Regions from separate parts of the Danio rerio genome. Here region 1 is linked to region 2. The links are chromatin contacts, called in public Micro-C maps. All regions are on one chromosome and are shown on one strand. The core of a region is the stretch at or near the end of the contact, and the rest is flanking DNA. Distances in the headings are between cores, read along the strand shown. Region 1 has its middle 18 kb from the start of krt99. Region 2 holds the start of krt93 (keratin 93).

Evidence for each region. A called contact is a pair of places that touch in the nucleus more often than the background predicts.
Region 1: a contact with region 2 is called in a Micro-C map of caudal fin, with 4 times the contacts expected there. The contact joins the enhancer-like site here to the promoter of krt93 in region 2. A contact is called at or near these places in 2 of 18 Hi-C or Micro-C datasets (caudal fin and hematopoietic stem cells).

Annotation. Positions count from the first base shown.
Region 1 is chr11:11,946,209-11,949,843 of GRCz12tu, forward strand. No RefSeq gene overlaps it. Among named protein-coding and RNA genes, the nearest start is that of krt99, 18 kb to the right of the region's middle. Within about 2 kb of position 1,798, at least 5 of the 62 cell types and tissues checked have an H3K27ac peak or open chromatin away from gene starts, as enhancers often do. A contact at or near this core is called in caudal fin, where this site is marked.
Region 2 is chr11:11,850,796-11,854,899 of GRCz12tu, forward strand. It overlaps krt93 (keratin 93), which reads right to left and starts at 2,121. Exons shown (of 8, transcript NM_001040359.1): 1 at 1,579-2,121; 2 at 1,302-1,384; 3 at 1-122. The coding sequence starts at 2,058.

The sequences.
Region 1 (3,635 bases), core at 548-3,047, 95 kb after region 2:
ATTCTCATGTCGTTCCAAATCTGTAGTAATATCAAAAAACACAAAAAATAACATGGTTTATACATTTATTTAGGAAAGCCTTTATACTATACTGTTAATGCCACATTAACTTACTTCATTTGAAGTTTTCCAGACAAATTTATTGAGTCTCTGCAAAAATGTATGTGCGTGCTGTTTAAGATGTATATATATATTTTTATAAACATTTTTACTAGTTATTTAGCAATGCTTGTTTATGGTTGAACAGTAATTTCCCATTTATTATCACAGTAAATATCTGTAATGGTACATGGAGTAAATTACTGTAATTTATTCTTTGCACTACAGAATTTCATACAAATCCTGCTCCTTTTACAGTAAAATACTGTTTCTTTCATTACAGCTAAACACTGGCTATTTTATAGTTATTTACTGCATAATCTACGGTAAGGGTTAACAGTGTGCATACTTGAAACACTCAGGCAGGTGTGTTGAAGCAAGTTGAAGCTAAACCCTGCAGGGACACCGGCCTTTCAGGACCGAGATTGATGACCCCTGCTTTAGTGCATCGCATCATCAGATGCTAAAAATAAGGTGTGCGGCAGCGGCGATTGCAGAGCAGATACGCGCTAGACAAGTGCTTTTTCAAACCAGTACTGTTGTGTTGGCATTTCAGCAACTACAAACTCAGGAATCTCCCCATGGTGCATCATTGGTAGAATAGTTATCACAAATGTGTTAAAAAATGTGTTTGTAGTTGTGTAAAATAATGGATGTTTTTGATATGTTATTTGTTTTGTAAAGTGTTTGTTTTGTAAAGTTTGTTTCGTTAACTTTTTTTTACTAATGTTTGTTTTGTTTGTTTGTGGCTTTCGATTCATTTGTTTCACAGGACACAAATAGACTCAATCAACTTTGCCATACTTGAAGCTTGGATCATAGAATAATTAAAGTTAGTCTCTGTGTGCGTTTAACACAAACTCCAATAATTAGTCATTATATGGTGGTACTTGGAGAGACAATTTTTTCTGACGTGGTACTTGATGAAAAAAGTTTGAGAACCACTGTCCTACTTGATGCCAAAACAACATCACATTGACATCTAACATTGCACCGTGTTGTAATCGATATTTGACACGCTTTTTCATGCCAGTGTTAGATGTCATTTTGGCATGTTTTTATGTGTTTTTTGATGTTATTATGACATTATGTTACTCAGTGTCTTATAATTATTATGAAAACAAAATTTAATAAACAATAAAAGAACTAAATTAATTTGTATGCAAACCTAAACAAAAACATTGGCTAGCAAAATCCCATGCACACAAGTTAGAGACAATAGCTGTGGCTGTGATTTCATCTAGAAAAGAGAGAAAACATTATAAACAATAGAATGTCTGCCTTGTTTTTTTATTTATTTTATCATAAAATATATTTCAAAATCACTAAAATATACAACACTGAGTGTGAGCGTAATGCAAGCCTGTCATAGTCTTCTTGATTGTAGAGACAATATAGAGAGACATTGTAACATTTGCAAATGTTTGCCTTCTGTAAAGACAGTGGACAAAGATAAAGGAGCTAGTGTTATCCCCATAGGTATTCTGTAAATATCTTTGTTTATATGACATACACAACAGAGGACTTTTACACTGAACCAAAGTGGTTTCCATTTTGAACTGATCAACATTTGAGGAGTATGAGAAAATTCCATGGCTGCATAGATCATTCTGGTTTGTCTGTGAGATGGAGCAGCTGTGTTGATACTAGATCTGTCATGGGTGTGGCATCTTACCTCTTTCTAAGTGTGAGAGCTTGAATGAGCTTGACAAGACTAGTTTTCACTGGTGACTCATTTATTAACCTGATGTCACCTCAGAGCTTCTTAGCCACGGCTCAGAAAAAAAAAAAAGTTTGGTGTTTTTAATTGTGTTAATAAAGCAATCTACAATGAATGTGATTTCTTCAAATGAATAATGCTACTTAAAAAAAATCTTGATTAAGGGATTGTTTTAGAAACAATCAGTGTGAAATAAAAAATCAGAAGGGACTTTGACATCTGGCCTCTAAAATCTGTCTACACCCAGATTATATAACAAAAAGGGAAGGCCGGGACCAAACATGCCTAAAAGATATCCTTTCAGAGAAACAATCAAGCATAATTCAGAAGTAAGATGAAGAATAGTCACAGAAGCTCTTCTTATGAGCCTCAAAGTCTACATGAATTCTGAAAACTGCAGTTTAATAATAGGCAAAACAGTTAACCAATAAAGTGCACGAAAAATAATTCAAATATATATATATATATATATATATATATATATATATATATATATATATATATATATATATATATATATATATATATATATATATATATAAAATAAATTTTTTTGTCTTTGCAAGGCTTTAATATTCTCATTACTTGAATGCAGACAGGTTGTGAATGAATTATTGTCTAAAATGTATTATTATTGTTATTATAAATATTATTATTACATTATATTAACCTTTGGAGTTATTTCTGTAGAATCTGTTGAACATAAAAAGATCAAGGATTCAAATAATAGCTAAATTACAACCTTTAACAGTTATTAATTACATAACTTAATTATATGCATCGGAAAATATAAAATATAGCATACATTTTTTGACAATTAATTTAACAAAGGGATTTAATAAAGTGCTTTTATTTCCTTACTTATCATTGGCTGTTGCAGAAAGAGTATTGCAAATTCCAAATATAAAAGGCTCACTTCAGGGGATTCTGTTTTTTGTTTATTTATGTATTGTTAAAGGAATACTATCATAATGTAAAGACTGAAGATGAAATATTGATATGATTATCACAAATATGCTTGGGTCATTTTAATAAGAAGTTAAAAAAAACTAAAAGGTTTCATATTAAACTGTTTTTAACTGTTTAAAACTGTTTTAAAACAACTCCATATAGGACAAAATAGCAGCATCCACTCAAATATATTGTTTGAATTCACTGCTTTCTTTTCTTAAGAGTTCTGTGATTTTCATCGTTGCAAACTGTGCTTTGTTTGATTTTTTTTCAAGATAGCAACGTAAAGCAACATAAAGACCTCTGACTGTCACGGCACATTTAATGGATGTGCATGACACCTAGTGGCCAGTATGGTCAACAAACGACATTAGCTCTAGACCTAACTATTTTTTATATAATTCTACGACAATTACATTAATTAGGCCTACTATATATACAGTTGAAGTCAGAATTATTAGCTACTATTGATTAATAACTGATTTATTTTATCATTGCCATGATGATAAATAATATTTTACTAGATATTTTTTAAGACACAGCTTAAAGTGACATTTAAAGGCTTAACTAGGTTGATCAGGTTAACTAGGCAGGTTAGGGTATTAGGCAAGTTATTAAATAATGATGGTTTGTTCTGTAGACTATCAAAAATATAATAATAATAATTTTGACCTTAAAATGGCTTTAAAAAATATGCTTTTGTTCTAGCTGAAATTAAACAAATAACACTTTCTGCAGAAGAAAAAATATTATCAGACATACTGTGAAAATTTCCTTGCTCTGTCAATCATCATTTGGAAAAAAAAAAATATATATATATATATATATATATATATATATATGGTATATGGTCTCACTTTATATT
Region 2 (4,104 bases), core at 871-3,370:
CCTCCAGACCCTTGATCTGCATCTGTAGGTCATTCTTTGCCAGGTTCGTCTGGTCCAGCAAGCGGCGCAGGTTAGCGATGTCAGATTCTACACACTGGCGCATCACAACCTCATGCTCGAATCTGATTGGTGGAGAGGTCACATAGGAAATAAATTAGTAAACATGACAAATGTGCACATACTGATGTTCAAAAACAGATTTGACTGTTATTAGCACTTTTACTTATATTGCCTGCATGAGGCACTCTCTCAATTAAGGACAATGTTTTAATATATTAGATCCACAGCTTCATTTTGTCTTTAGTCATAAGAACCTTCAGAAACATTTCTTTTTATCAGTGCTAAAAACAAATGTGGTGCTTAACATTTTGGTGGTGATACATTTGCTTTCAAGATTCTTTTATAGAAAAAAGTAAAAAAAAAAGTAAAAAAAAAAAAAAAAAAAAATATATATATATATATATATTTATATATTAACATTAAACATCTCTTTATGGTATGTGTCTTTAATAATCACTTTATTGTATGTCTTCAGAAATATTTTAGAGAAACATTAAGTTAAATTGTTAAACTTATAAGATATGTATACATACTGCTAAAAAAGGGAACACTTTTACTATTTTAAGGACGGAAAAATACACTCTGCACCCTGGCACATGGTCTAACAAGGTTGTGCTTTTTCTCTTAAAGAGTTATGGGTGTGTTTTGAGCAGAATGTGCATTAAACTAATCAGAGATTCATCTTCTATTCCCTTTAAGAGTCAGTTGCGTCATTCCATGGTGCATTTGCTATTTACATGGCGGACTTTGTAAGTGGAAAAACTGAATGTTTCACAGGCAAGAAAATGATTGACAGCGTCATCTCCATTCGGCCTCTTTACTTTCTCTTTACTTTACTTTTACTCGTTACTTCTTTACTTTTGTGGATAGCAAACTTTAACATGCTCTGTTTTCAGCTGGTCAATTGCGCAATTTTTTTTAGTTCCTCAAAATAGCAACACGCCAACAATGTGCCTTGACACACCCAAGGGTCTAAAAAATGGTGCAAAGGGATATGCTATTTAAACAACATGGTGCAAAGCGGAAACATTAGGGTTGTGTTGGTCTGAATATAGCAACAAATTGCGCCAAAACACATCTTGTGCCTTATTGCGCCAGGTGTATGATAGGTCCCTAAGTGTCCCCTTTATTTTTTTTGAACAGTTTATAAGATGAAGCTATAAAAAAACCTAGTATTATTTACTGACTAAAACCTTTCATTCACAAAACTGACTTTATTTAAATAACATTGGGGATCTTACTTCAGCCTGAAGTCATCAGCAGCCAGTTTAGAGTTGTCGATCTGCAGGAGAATGTTGGCGTTGTGCGTGGTTGCATTTTTAATCTGAAAAACAAAGCATTTGAAGAAATTATAGCAGAACCTGTAAAATTCTGTGGAGCATTATTGACAGATTATAATACTAAGCAAGCAATTATCTGCAGTCTGTTTCTCACATCTTACAGTATATCTAAACTAATGTTGTTACATTAAGATTTTACTTTTCTTGCTTCATATTCATTCAAACATCACCACTGTACCTTGTCTTTTAGGTCCTTGATGGTGTTCCAGTATTGGCTGTAGTCCCTCTGTGCGACTGGCCCCTTCTTCTCATAGTACTCGCGGATCTGCCTCTCCAGAGTGGCATTGGCAGCCTCTAGGGAGCGCACCTTATCCAGGTAGGACGCCAGACGATCATTCAGGTTCTGCATAGTGGCCTTCTCATTCAGCTGGAAATCCCCAAGGCCGCTAGAAGGCATTACGCAAATGGAAAGTGGTCCACTATATCCTCCACCGTAACCTCCTCCATATCCTCCACAGTGTCCTCCAGCAAATCCGTATCCTCCACCGCCTCCAATTCTAGTAGAGGAGATGCGAGTGCTTCCTCCAAAACCACCTCCATACACACTGTAGGCTTTATGTGGAAAGGATGTCGAACCTCCACGACTCTTAGTGACTATAGATTTTGAGGTCACGGTCTTGGGACCTTTGGTTGTTGTTGAGCGAACAGAGAGTGACATAGTGGATGGATACGGAGATGAGATGAACCCAGAGAGGATACTGCAGGAAACCGTTAGAGTTGTCCTGGCGAGGATGGCACCTATGAGTCCAGTTCTGACCTCTTATAGAGATGGAGATCCAGGGCGGCTCCTGCACTTCGTGGGTTGGTGATGAAGGTAGGGTGTGTGTGAGAGAGTGTGTGTGTCAGACCCAGCTGTCACCACCAGCAGAGATGAAACTTAAAGACCAGTATTAAGGTTCCACCCTGGTGAGGAAACTGCAATGGAATTTGTGTTGACTGCATGTACTACGAAAATGTGTGCACTCTAGAAATTACAATAAAGGGAGTGCAATAAGATAAGTAGGTTCACTGTGTTACTTGCATTTGTGCATTTTTTATTGCATGTTGTGCCAGCAGAGGAAATCCATTTAACAGTTAGAGGCAGAAATAGGAGGTTGAGCCAGTCATGCAAGGATATGGGTTTTATAAACTCACCATCTTAATAATAATAAAGAAGGATTTGGCTGACAGGTAACTCCCTGAGGTGATGTGAGATCATCTGTGGCAGTTTCACCACCCTTTTACAGGTCACACAGACCAGCCTGAAAATTTTAGTGCCTGGTTTAGAATTTTATATTTAATTATATTTTTTATTTATTTATTTTTTGTTTTTTGGTGCAGTGGTTAAAACGTGGTTAGAAGCTGTTTCTAAATTAAAGTAGGCTATTCATAGGTGCTAGCAAAAGCATGGGTAACACTTTATTTTGATGGTCCATTTTAGTATGAGTAGACTGTCTGCTTAATATCTATAACTGACTTTAAGAAACTTTGCATGTACATGTCAATTTACACTAATCCTTACCCCAACCTAACAGTCTACTTATAATCTAATGAGAATTAGCAGGCAAGTAGATGCAATGTAACTTAAATTGAAAATTTGAAAATAGTAGCAAAGCTTTAGTTTATCCTTTCCAGTCAGTTTTCCTCCACCAGAGGCCTAATAGTATTCAGTTTTCCTCCACTAGAGATCACTGTGACAATCAGATTCTCCACAGCTCTGATGCAGTTCTTGATGGGTTTAGAAGCGCGCGCCTGTAATCCAAGCTACTGGGAGGCTGCTTTTTGCTCGATTTTGTGGGTTATAATTGCTAAATCTATTTGATGTAGCTACTAATTGATTTACCAGTAAATTCTTGATAAACTACCAAAATGGAGGTTATCTTGGACTATTAGCATAACGGTAGCAAACATTCAGTTTTACGCCTCTAGAGGTCGCTGTGATGACCAGATTCTCCACAGCTCTGATTCTCTCAGTTCTCGCTGGGTTTAGTGGTGCGTGTCTAAAAAAATAAAATAAAAAAAATCCCATTCCAAATACATACTTTTCATAACAAATATTAATTTCATCTATGCTCATTATTAAGTGATGTATTTTGTTTAAAAGGAAGTAAAAATTGCTTGCTTATTTGTGCATTCAAGACTCATTTGCTGGTAAAATGGTCTATAAATGGAAATGGAGGGGGACCCACAATTTTTAGTTAGTATTACTGTCAAAAGAATTTATCTTCTGATATGTGGCAGTAGCTTTGGGAGTTCATGTTATAAGTCTAATGTTTACCCTGAAAGGTGTCTTTCTTTATCATCATGGCTTTGACTTGAGCTGGTGCTGAATCTTCTAAACTCACTCTCAGTCTATCTGTCCATAAAGCTTTTAAAAAATTGTCTTTATCTAAGTTATTGCAGTTCAGAAGATGGGGGTCTGCACTTTGTACGTCTGCATGGAAACTCTAATTGACTGCAGCTTTTTGGACAAAAGGTAGTACTGATTAAACAGGTCCTCCTATAGTTTAATTCTTGTTTAACAAAAAAATTATTAAATGAAATTCCTATTTTTTTTTCTCAGCCTGTTTTTAGTTTATTTTTATTTTCTTAATAATTGCCCTGGATCTTTTATCCAGTAGTTTGGCTTGTATTTGGAAGTTTCTTTTGCTTCTTTCTTGTGGACATTTATCTGTTTTTAACATCTGAGTGCAAATTACATTTTGTTTTTAGATCATTCTAGCTG